4 separate regions of the Sus scrofa genome follow, and all the other regions are linked to region 4. A link is a contact called in public HiChIP or PLAC-seq and promoter capture Hi-C data. All regions are on one chromosome and are shown on one strand. The core of a region is the stretch at or near the end of the contact, and the rest is flanking DNA. Distances in the headings are between cores, read along the strand shown.

The links. Promoter capture Hi-C pulls out the DNA fragments that hold promoters and counts their contacts. HiChIP or PLAC-seq counts read pairs in DNA pulled down with a chosen protein or histone mark.
Region 1: a contact with region 4 is called in a promoter capture Hi-C map of liver, with 9 times the contacts expected there. The contact joins the promoter of G2E3 here to the promoter of FOXG1 in region 4. A contact is called at or near these places in 2 of 5 promoter capture datasets (fetal skeletal muscle and liver) and 1 of 47 Hi-C or Micro-C datasets (fibroblasts).
Region 2: a promoter capture Hi-C map of liver shows a contact between it and region 4, with 5 times the contacts expected there. The contact joins the promoter of SCFD1 here to the promoter of FOXG1 in region 4. A contact is called at or near these places in 1 of 5 promoter capture datasets (liver) and 1 of 47 Hi-C or Micro-C datasets (embryonic fibroblasts).
Region 3: an H3K27ac HiChIP or PLAC-seq map of skeletal muscle shows a contact between it and region 4, with 8 times the contacts expected there. The contact joins the promoter of PRKD1 here to the promoter of FOXG1 in region 4. A contact is called at or near these places in 2 of 5 promoter capture datasets (fetal skeletal muscle and liver) and 1 of 2 datasets of contacts at active chromatin or transcription factors (skeletal muscle).

The regions. Positions count from the first base shown.
Region 1 is chr7:68,915,786-68,918,642 of Sscrofa11.1, forward strand. It overlaps G2E3 (G2/M phase-specific E3 ubiquitin-protein ligase), which reads right to left and starts at 1,285. Exons shown (of 15, transcript XM_001927793.6): 1 at 1,135-1,285. The coding sequence starts at 1,220.
Region 2 is chr7:68,849,687-68,852,626 of Sscrofa11.1, forward strand. It overlaps SCFD1 (sec1 family domain-containing protein 1), which reads right to left and starts at 1,369. Exons shown (of 26, transcript XM_021099902.1): 1 at 1,232-1,369. The coding sequence starts at 1,289.
Region 3 is chr7:69,525,964-69,529,187 of Sscrofa11.1, forward strand. PRKD1 (serine/threonine-protein kinase D1) reads left to right here and starts at 1,780. Exons shown (of 18, transcript XM_021099186.1): 1 at 1,780-2,310. The coding sequence starts at 2,047.
Region 4 is chr7:70,658,698-70,661,566 of Sscrofa11.1, forward strand. FOXG1 (forkhead box protein G1) reads right to left here and starts at 1,539. Exons shown (of 1, transcript XM_021099188.1): 1 at 1-1,539. The coding sequence starts at 1,448.

The DNA.
Region 1 (2,857 bases), core at 35-2,534, 1.7 Mb before region 4:
TTCCTGGCTAATAATGAAAAAGTTCATAGCAGATATGAGAGAGCAGGATTCTTACGTCCTACTTTTTAAGAGAAAGTTATACATTTATATGATAGGTTACCCTGCTGTTAATAATTTTAAACATAAAATATCTTATACTATAAAGCAACACAAAACTTCTGACAGTTCAGTTTTCAATAAGGCAAGATATAAAATTTCTATACATTTAAATGCTCACTACAGATATAGGGTAAACATTAAACTTTTTCAGAAGGCGCAACTTTGTTAGGAGGTTAGATAGAATTTGGTAATTGAGGTAGTTATCAAAAAAAATAAATAAAACAAAAACACTAAAAAACCAAAACAAAGAAAACCCGATGCTGGAAACAATAGTACTTTCGAAATGAATCCACAATAACCCAGTTGCCCAATGAATGAATGAGGTGAAAAGGCAGGTCTTATCCCTATTGTCAGCAAACTAAGATCCTTGTGAATCACCGCTGTTACTATAACCAATTTAAATGAGCAAGAGTCTCGGATTTTGCGGTACATGAAAAATGTCAACGGTGAAAGAAAAATATCCGAGTTTTGAATACAAAGGATACTCAGATTTCAGTTTAAATCCCCACCAGGCATTTCAAAGACTGTCAATTTCCTGCGGTCCAGAGTAATAAAGACTACTCTCAAGTATCCCTCTGGGGAGGAACTCGGAGCCACGAAGAGCATCCCTTCATTCTAAACCTGCCTCAACCTCCCATCTTTAATAAAGGAAGATTCTTTTGCTTAAGGTAACAGTTTCTCAATAACTGCTCTTGAAGCTTCAGCATTCTAGTCGAACTGAAGGAAATACTTAACTGCGATTACCACAGAGTCAGAGATTTAAAAAGGTTTAATCTCAGGGGCGGTCGGGCCTCGGTATCCCCAACAGTTAGAGTTGGCCTGTGCGCGCCACCACCGGGAGCGGGGGCCCAGAAGAGGGTCCCCGCGCCCTGACTTCCAAAACTTCCTACCTCCGGCCCCACCACCCGACACCCACCCCGTAAAGGCACTCCGAGGCCCCCACTAACTGTCCTGTCTCCCGACGCCCTGTTCCAGCCGACAGTTCGGTTTCTCTCCCTTGAATACTCCGTTTCTTCCCGTTACCCATCCACTCACCGAGGCGCGCTGGGCAGAAGTTCCAGAGCGGCCGTGTCACCTTTCTCTTCTCGCGCTGCGCCACAGGCCATCCGAGAACACCCCATCCAACGGCCCGCACAATTCAAATTCGTCCACTTCCGCCCGCAACCCGGAAGGAGAGTTCAGCCACGCCCCCCAAAAGGCGGGGCCCGCGGCGACCCGGAGGTTGGGGTGGGTCCTGGTGTGGCCACGCTCTTATTCCGCGCGGTTTCTTCTTGGTTCTGTAGTAGTCGCTACAGTCTTTTTTTTTTTTTTTTTTTTTTTTTGTCGCTTTCCCTACATAGGTCACAGAGAAGTGCGGGCGGGTATGGTGTTTGTGTCGGGTGGATCAGGAGAGGCTCCTCTTCTGAAATGAATTGAGACGTGCTGAATTTTCATCCTTTCAAGGCGAGGAAAAAATAAAAGCGCTAACCGAGCCAGGACGTTTTTATCCCTCCTCTCGCGTAACACCAGCTACAGCCAGAAGGAAAAAAAAAACCTTCTACGTACTTAGTCCAAGGTTTTCCTGGGTCTCCTCAGACCTTTCACTGCACAGTAGGGACTTTTAACCTGATTCCCTCCCTGTTTGAGGAAGGCAAAAAGCCAAGTGCACCAGTCACCTTTATTCTAACAACAATTAAAAATGAGTGGTGGGAAAAGTTCCTGATCCCAAATAATGTTTTTATAATTATTTTTATTTTTTCCATTATAACTGGTATACAATGTCCTGTCAATTTTCTACCGTCCAGCAAGGTGACTCAGTTACACGTGCATGTATACATTCTTTTTTCTCACATTATCATGCTCCATCATAAGTGACTAGATAATAGTTTCCAGTGCCATACAGCAGGATCTCATTGCTTATCCATTCCAAAGGCAATAGTTTGCATCTATTAACCCCAAATTCCCAGTCCATCCCACTCCCTCGCCCTCCCCCTTGGCAACCACAAGTCTCTTCTCCATTTGCATGATTTTCTTTTCTGCAGAAAGTTTCATTTGTGCCATATATTAGATTCCAGATATAAGTGGTATCATATGGTACCAAATAATACTTTTGAGGATAAGTGTTAGCAACGTTCCCCCCCACCTCATAGACCATTTTATAAGATCGCTATGTAGCTGTCCTGTCAGATTCTTGGGACAAGTGTTGGACCACATATAATATGTCCTTGATCCAAAAAGTCTCAAGAAAGAAAAGGAAGAACTGAACTTGTTCTTAGGGGGGAAAAAAAGAAGGAAACTAAACATCTCTGAACTTGGTTGTTGCTACCAGATCATCTTCACATTACTAATAGCATTGCTTTACCTAAACTGATCAGTTCAAACTGAACCAAGTTGTGACAGAACACCTTCAGCCTTCATCAAAATTGTGATTTGAAAGATTTACTAATTTCTAGAAATTTATTTTATAGATAATCTGACATAAGAGAGTGTAAAACTATTAAGTGATGTACTGTTTTAACAGTGGGAAATAGGAAATAACCTAAGTATCTACCAATAAGGAAGTGATTTAAAAAGTTATGATACTTTAGTATCTGATACACTGACACCTATTAGGCACTAAGAACAGTGATGTACATCAGCAGGTACTCAAATGAAATAAAGAAAAATATCTTCTTCAGAACTATATACAGCATCCTTTTAAAGTATGTATGGCATACAAAGTTTCTGTATGGATACATACATAAACTGTAAAAAGTTAACCTGTGGAATTCACATTGGT
Region 2 (2,940 bases), core at 119-2,618, 1.8 Mb before region 4:
ATACAAATAAAATGAATGGCAGGTATTCCTCAAATTTTATTTGGACTTTCATGTATTTAAGTTATGCCTGACTTCATCTGATAGTTTACACTAAATTATCCATTGGTGGAAAGCAGAACATAACTCATTATGCACTGTGTATCATTACTACATTAAGGTCTACCATTAATTTTTTCTTTGAATTCCAAAGGAAGGAATCAAGCATAGCCAAAATCCTTTCTATAGACCATATTAATTGTAATCAGTTGTTTTCCTACACAGATTTATATGCAAAAGAACATAATTACAAGAGACAGAATTTCCAAATATGCATATTCTTGATGGCTTATTTCTACTAGCTCCTCAGAATTAACAGTTTGCCAATTTTCGAGACAATTAGCTAACAGGTATAATCCATTAGTTTGTAGCTAACAGGTATAAACCAAGTTGTCATCACAAGTTTCCAAAAAATATGGCAAAACTAAAATTATCTAAGATGGAAAAAATACCAAAGCTCAAAGAGAAGGAATGTGTATTTTTTAAAACCGTATTTCACAATATACACAGGAGCTATATAATTACGTTCTATTAAACATGAAACTAATAACGCATAGTTTAAGAACACTAATTTGCCAAATAATTAAAATGGGAAAGGTTAATTCATTTATTTTGCCATTCTTATACCTCATTCCAGCATGCTGAAGACAGAAATCTTTTAACACTGAGCATTTCTCATCTGGTACCCCCAAAGATTGGTCCAAAGGAGAGAAATGGCAGAATGTAATCTGCTCTGAAAAGAACACTTAAATTTTGTTATTGTGGTGGAAGTGCCGGAAGATGCAACTCTAAATATTGAAATGGGAGAAAACTGAACCATGCACAGAAACAAATCCGAAAGACCTCATAGGCAGCAACACAGGGAGGGGAAATGCCAGCTGCTAAATCTTGTCGTAAAGGCCTTCTGAGGTCCAGTAGGAAAGCGACAAGTGCAGGACAGGACCGTAGCAACCTGCTCACCCGAGAAGCCACTTCTCTGGCACCACTTCCGAGGGCCGAGTTTTCAAGCTAATGGAATCTCTTCCCTAAAAACTCAAGAGGGGAGGGGCTCTCGATGCTCGGAGAACAGGATTAAACTTTTGAAGGTCCACCTCTGAGCTGCACGCACCGCGACCGAGTGAGGGCGACAAGCATAGGAAGCTTGTCCTCACTGCAAGCATGAAACCTCAGGGAAGAGAAGAGAATAAGTCGGTACCTGTTTGTCTCTCGCGAATACTTGCTGCCGCGGCCGCCGCCATCTTGACTCCCACCATTCACTGCCCGGCTGGCAAGCGGAGCCTGTGGATGACGTGGCCGCCCCGACCGCCCCGGAAGCAAAGCCCGGAGGGGCGGGATCATAGAAGGCCGAGCCCCGCCTCCCCTACGGTGACCCTTCCGTACCCTCAGCAACAAAACTTGCCGAACAAAGAATGAGGGAATCATTTTTGGACACCTAGGCAGTTTACTTTTCGGAGGCGGAACAGTGGGAATTTTTATCCTATCAAGCCGCAGGTTCTTAAAGAGTAGCTGCCTTAAATTGAGCTCTTAGGGTAGAAACGTGTTGTAGTGCCAAGAACATATTGACTGTTAGTTTGGTCGTTTGCATATCTCTTAAGTGTGATAATACTCCTGGGGCTTAAGGGTCACAGGACTAAAGTAAATGAAGCTCCTGGAACAAAATCGGCACTTAAATGCCAGCTCCCTTTTCTTTTTACCAGCGCAGCTTGTTTCCCTTTTGCTCCCCTTTCCAGGGAAACGGTCAGCTTTGGTGTATTGCTCTCATTTGGCAGATTTCTCAACCTCACGTGCAGGTGTCTTCTTAATGTACGCTTAAAGCCATGTGATAACAAAATATATCCGATATTGATGACTTCTAATCCATAGATTTTTTATTGGATGTCAAAAATGGACACACAACTCTGTGCATTAGCTATTGTTTGTTCTGAAGCTGCACCAAATTCTGAAATTACAGACCCTGTACCTTAAAAACTGGTTTGAAAACTTAAATTTTCAAATTTTTGAGACTATGTTTAACAATTACATAAACAGCAAAATCTATAATAAAACACTACTCCACAAATAAGTTTTTATGAAACTTAAGACTGATAACCTTAATGTCATCAGGGAACACCCTAGAACTGAATCTATTTTTTTTTCCTTCCATATTTTTTTCAGCTTTATTGAGAGTGTAATTGACAAAAGTGGAAAGATCCTTGAAATGTACAGTGACAATTTGATATATATACACATACATTATGAAATAATGTCCCTCCATCTAGTTAACTATCACATCTATCAACTCACATATTTTTCTTTGTGTGTGAAAAATACTGATTTCTCCTCTTAGCAAATTTCATGTATACAATATAGTTATATCTAGGAGTTCCCATTGTGGCTCAGCTGGTTATGAAGCCAACTAATAGCCATGATTAAATGAGTTCAATCCCTAGCCTTGCACAGTAAGTTAAGGTTCTGGCATTGCTGTGAACTGTGGTGTAGGTCACAGACATGGCTGGGATCCGGTGTTGTGTGGCCAAAGAGCTGCAGCTCTGATTTGACCTCTAGCCTGGGAACTTCCATATGCTGCAGGTGCGGCCCTAAAAAGCAAACAAAACAGTTATCAACTATAGTCACCATGTTATATATTAGATGCTCACACCTTATTCATCTTATAGCTGAAAGCTTTTTACTGTTTCATACATGTGGAATTTAAAATATTAAAGTTAAAACTCATGGAAACAGCAGAAAAATCACTATCATTTTTACAGCTAATTGGCATATTCAATAAGAAATTAACTGGAATATTTACTGCTTTATTCAGTGTTATCAGTAATATTTTGAAGGAATCACCAATGAACTAGGTGTGCTATAATTAAACAGAAATGAGAGTTCCTGTGCTATGTGAAAGTTTTACTTCATTTTTTG
Region 3 (3,224 bases), core at 530-3,029, 1.1 Mb before region 4:
GTAAGGACTTTGTAAACTAACCAGCAAACTTTCTTTCTGGTAATAGGAACTTGTGGGAATATTGATTTTATTCCGACTTTAGAAGAAAATGAAACATATTTTCTGACATAAAAACCCCCAGAATTCCAAAGGCATTGCATTAAGAATAATCCCACCATTGTTCAAGTTTAGCCGAATCTTATACATTAGGAAAGTTATACTCTACATGGATGAATTAGATCACTTTTTAAGTAAGCAGGGAAACTGCCAACACACAGGTAGACCTCATGCCATCAAATCCAGAGAGAATAAATTCAGATCTTTTCTAGAATGGTGAATGACGCAATGTCTTTGGGGACATTCAAGGCTCCATTACTGACTCTGAGAACAAGGCTCTAAGAGGAAACCACCTTGCAAGGTCATGTCCTGGGTTAGAAAGAGAGGTCAAGATAAACAGACAAACAAAAGTAAAACAGCTGAATACAAAATAAAACAAACATATTGGTTTTTGTTTGCGTGCACTTGCCTGTACTGTATAAGGACTAGGGAAGTGAAGAAGTGGGCTACACAGTTTGCCTGGCCCATTGCAAAATGAAGAAAAAAAACATTACGCATTCCAAGATAGTAACAGGCAGCCGATGGCTGTGGCAGAGTCTTATACCAAGCAGGGCCTTTCAGAGGTCGCGGTCCTGTGCACCTGCACAATCACACACCCTGTACAGTGTGTGAAGAACGCCCCGTTAGGAGATGATTAGAATTAATCTTCAAGCACCTCCACTTCCCCACCCCCGCCAATACTACCACAAAGGCAACAAGAAACAACTATCAAAACTGAAGCAGGTGGTGCCCAACCTTGATGGTGGCGCGAGTGATGGTGGTGGCGCTGGAAGTATCACTCCTATAAAGCAGCCTTTAGAGTGATGATAGAGAAATGAAACGATTTCTGAGGCTCCTGAAGTAGAAGCATCAGACACAAAGAAGAAGGTAAAGGGAAGGAGGCCACATCAGACCTTCCTCCTTTCCTTAAGTAGACAATACATTCTCTTTCGAGAGACTTTCTCTTGAATTTAGCGACTTGTGTTTGGTGCCTCCGGAGCTGCGGTGGAGTGTGTGGGATTGGGCATCAGTGTTATCAGGGCATGTCAGAATCAAAAAGGTAGAGACAGGTTTGGTTTAAATACACTTCTGTGGATTGGCTTCCTACCCTCTTTAGTAACAAACCCAAGGACTCCTAGAAGGAGCCGGGATGTAAGTGAATTTCCAAGGATCCTCTTATTTTCATCTTCCCTGGACGATCGGAAGGTAAGAACCACAGAGAACCTCAGGGATGGGCATTCTTAGGTCCAGCACAGGTCACCTCGCTGGTAGAAGTGCGTAGTCCTCGGACATTTGGAAGAGGTGGCGGGAACTATGGGGACCAAGAAGATCGCGGGTCCCAGGCAGCGGTCCGAGGAAGTGCGACCCGTCCCCTCCGTCTGCAGTTGGGCAGCTGGACCAGCGGAGACCACAGTCCGGGAGAGGAGGGTCGGATCACGCCCGCGGAGGCGGCCCCGGGCCCCGCCGCTCGGTCCTGCCCCGGCTGGGGAAGGTTCAGGCCCCAGGAAACTCGGGCGGAGGGGGCGGCGACCGGTCACCCTGTGGCCATTGCGGCCGCGCGGCCGCGGCTCTTGCGGCTACGGCACCCGCCGGGTGGTGGCTCCGCAGTGCCCGCCCCCAGCTCCCCTTCCCCGCCCCTCGCGCCCCCTTCCCCGCCCCCTCCCGGCGCCCGGGCCTCGCTGACCCGCCGCCCCGTCCCTCCGCGCGCGCCGCGGCGGCTGCTCCTCGGCGCGGCGGCGCCTCCCCCACGCGCCGCCCGCGCTGCCGGCAGCGTAGTCCTCCCGCCTCGGCCATTTTCCCTTCCCCCCTCCCCTCCCGGTCCTCATCCCCTCGCCCTCCCCCCTGCGCGGGGACTTTTCCGGAAAGTTTTTATTTTCCGCCTCGAGTCTTGAAGAAAGAAGCTCCCGGCTCGGCAGCAGCAAAACTTTTCGGCTGCGGGGCTCCGCGGCCATCGGCGCTCCTGGTCGAGCGATGAGCGCCCCTCCGGTCCTGCGGCCGCCCAGCCCGCTGTTGCCCGTGGCGGCGGCGGCAGCGGCGGCGGCGGCCGCGCTGGTCCCGGGGTCGGGGCCGGGGCCCGCGCCGTTCCTAGCTCCCCTCGCAGCCCCGGTCGGGGGCATCTCGTTCCATCTGCAGATCGGCCTGAGCCGCGAGCCGGTGCTGCTTCTGCAGGACTCCTCCGGCGACTACAGCCTGGCGCACGTCCGCGAGATGGCTTGCTCCATCGTCGACCAGAAGGTAAGGCGCCGCGCGGCTCCGGGCCGGACGCCTCCCCGTCGCGCAGGGGGCGCTGCCTGCCCTGCCGCCCCTCGCCGCGCCAACTTTCCGGCTGCAGGGGCTCGGCCGCGAGCCAGCCTCGCCGGGGCGCTGGAAAGGTCTAGCACCGGCTGAGATCGGACGCTTGCATCCGAGACGCTGCACTCCCTGTTGTCCAGGTCTCTCCTTGCCCCGTCTCCGTATATTCCCAATTTCTCTCCCGTCTGCATCCTCCTCACCCATTCCCATCCCTTTGAGTACATTTCCAGGTATCTTGCCTTTTTCTAGTCACGCCTTTCTCTCTCCTTAAGACTTCCCGGCTCTCCCCTCTCTTCCCGCTGGACCCTGGACCAGCACATTCCTGGCGCCGGAATCCTCCTTCCTGCACCAGAGTTCCCCCGGGGACACGCTCAGCACGATTTCAGCACCACTCCCTTCCCCTTCAGGCCCCTCTCCCAGCTCAGATTGATGCTGTGGAGTTCTTGGAATGATCTGGAGAGGAGGAATTTCTCACCTGTCAAATAAGCTTTTAAGAGAGAATGATTGACTCGGCCAGCTGTGAAAACAACTGACCGGACCACAGCTACCCACCTCCTCCTCGTCTTTTATTCCCAGCCCAGTGTGAACATAGGAACAAATTTGTTTTCGACGGAAAATCTGAAATTTGCAGCCTTCTTGATTTTGATCCCCGGGCACTGATAGTGGAGCTTTGAGGTGGGGACACAGGCATGTAAATGGTAGGGGTACTGTCCAGGAGCACCCGAGGCTGGCTGTGCCCTTAAGTTTGAGGCTGTGGGACTCTGGACAGCGGCCACCAAAGATAGGGTGGAAAAAAGGGCCATTAGCCTGGACCAGGCCACCCGGGGAGGAGACCCAGCCCGCCCACCACTGTTTCT
Region 4 (2,869 bases), core at 289-2,788:
GGGTTGGAAGAAGACCCCTGATTTTGATGTGTGAAATAATCAGACAGTCCCCCGGACAGTCCCGTCGTGAAACTTGGCAAAGAGGGTCTTAAAGACTCACAGGGCAGGGTCGAGGGGGCCTGCGGAGACGTGGAGGAGGACGCGGCCCGGGCGCTCATGGATGTGCTGCTCTGCGAAGTCATTGACGGGTGTGGGACATGGGGGAAAAAGTAACTGGTCTGGCCCGCGAGCAGGTTGACCGAGCAGGGGTTGAGGGAGTAGGTCCCGGAGCAGGGCACCGACAGGCCGCAGGGCACCGAGGCGGCGAGCGCCGCGGCTGTGAGGTGGTGCGTGGCATAAGGAATCTCCCCATTGACCAGCCGGTCCACGCTCAGGCCGTTGGCGGTGGAGAAGGAGTGGTTGTTGCCCAGCGAGTTCTGAGTCAACACGGAGCTGTAGGGCATGGGGTGGCTGGGGTAGGCCGACGTGGTGCCATTATAACTCAAAGTGCTGCTGGCGCGGGGGTGGTGCAGGGACAGGAAGGGCGACATGGGCCAGTAGAGGGAGCCGGCGCGGTCCATGAAGGTGAGGCCGGTGGAGGTGAGGCGCGCCCCGCGCTTGAAGGCCAGCTTGGCCCGCGACGTTGTGGAGCGGCGCCGTAGCTTGCCCGTGGTGCCGCCTATGAACACATCGTCGCTCGACGGGTCCAGCATCCAGTAGTTGCCCTTGCCTGGGTCGTCGTAGTGGCGCGGTACCTTCACGAAACACTTGTTGAGGGACAGATTGTGGCGAATGGAGTTCTGCCAGCCCTGCTTGTTCTCGCGGTAGTAGGGGAAGTTCTTCATGATAAACTCGTAGATGCCATTGAGCGTGAGCCGCTTCTCGGGGCTCTGCCGGATGGCCATCATGATGAGCGCGTTGTAGCTGAACGGCGGCTTCTCATACTTGCCGTTCTTCTTCTCGCCCTCCTTGCCCCCCTCCCCGTCCTTGCCGCCCTCGCCCGCCCCCTTCTTCTCCTCCCCCCCGGCGCCGGCGCCCTTCTCTTTCTCGTCCGGCCCGACGGGCGCCAGCTCTCCGGGCCCGCCGCCGGGCTCGCCCTTGCCGCCCAGCCCGTCCGCTTTGGCTCCGTCCAGGGCGGCGGCCGGGGGCGGCGGCGGCGGTGGGAGCAGCAGCTGCTGGGGGCCCTTGTCGTCGTCGGTGGCCGGGGCGCCCCGCGCCTGAGGGGGCTGCGGTGCCTGGGGCGGCGGTGGAGGCGGCTGCTGCTGCGGTGGCGGCGGCGGTTGCGGGGCGGGAGGCGGCGGGTGATGGTGGTGGTGGTGGTGGTGGTGGTGCTGGGGATGGTGGCTGTTGTGGTGGCCGTGGCTCGGGTGGTGGTTGTCGTTCTGGACCGCCTCTGGCACCAGGCTGTTGATGCTGAACGAGGACTTGGGGATCATTTTCACCTCTTTCCTATCTCCCATGTCCAGCATCACCCAGTCGTCGGGGGGAAACGGCGGCGGCGGCGCGGGAGCCGGGCAGAGGCGCGGCGGGAGGCGGCGACCGGTGGGTGCCGAGCGGGGCGCGGGCGGCGCGGGCGGCGGCGGCGGCACTGAGCGCTTCGGCAGCAGCGCAGTTGGACCGCAGGCTCCGGCGCTGGCAAGTCATGTAGCAAAAGCAGCAACCACCCCTCAGGAATTAGAAGAAAAAAAAAAAAAAGGAAAAGAAAAAAAGAAAGAAAGAGAAAAAAAGAAACAACCACCGCCCCGGGGGTGAAGCTCCCTCGCTCCCAACTCTACTTCTTGGTCTCCCCCCCACCCCCCGCTCCCCCCCCTGCTGCTTCCTCCTCCTCCTCCTCTCGCAGCAGCAGTCACAGCAGCAGCAGCAGCAGCCCAAAGGGGGGGAGAGCCGGGCGGCGGGCGGGCGCGTCCCGGAGCGGCCGCAGCGAGGCTGGGAAGACAGCGATCGAGGCGGCTATAGCCACAATTAATTTTCCAAGCTACAGGCGCACACTAGGGCTGTAAAAAAATTTTTGGTTTAACCTTTCCTACCGCTGGGCCAATCAGAGCCGGCGGCGTGCGGGAGCGTCTCTCCTGCCATCGACCAATCGGCGGGTCCGGGCCCACCCACCCCCGCCCCGCCCCGCCCCGCCCGCCGGCTCCCGCCCCCTCGGGCGCTCTCCTCCCCCTCTCCACGGGCCTGGGCCTCGCGGCCGCGCGGAACCGCGTAGGGATACGCCAGCGGGAGCACGCTGCGCCGCGGCCCTTCTCTGCGCCCCGGCCCTTCTCTGCGCCCCCTCCACCTCTTCCAGCCCGCGGGTCTGCTGAACTGATATTCCCCTTTTAGGGCAAATATCTCACATTTCCGGCCCACTTCTCCCTATATAGGGTCGTTTTCGTTTGAGCGTCAATATTTGTTCTTATTGATTAAAGTTTGTATCCGATTTTATTTTTAAAAGCGGTGGCGGCGGTGGAGAGAGGAGTGGGAGTGCAGAGAGAGGATGCAGAGAGAGGGCAGGAAATGGAGGAGAAAGAGGCGAGGCACTACTTTCCCCAGTCGGCCTTGCAGGCCTGGGTCCGGCATTTCTGTGCCGGTAGGAAAATTGTGTCCCTCGTGGTAGCACTCCAGCGAGGCTTTGGAGGGTTGGGGAGGGAAGGCCCACCTCTGGCATGGGGGGGGGGGAGGAGGTGTCCTATACCTTGGGGGAGGAGGGTCCGGGTGAGGTTTAGGAACGGGGGGATGAGGAGGAGGAAGTGGGCTGCCGAGAACGGGGCCAAGCAGGGGTTACTTACTCGGTTCCTGCGGCTCCGGCGGTCGGCGAGCTCGGAGCTCGGGCGCCGCGGGGTAGCCCGGCCTCGGGCTCCTGGCGCTGCGGCGGCGGGCGAGGGCGGTTCAGTGGTGGGCTCCTATGATG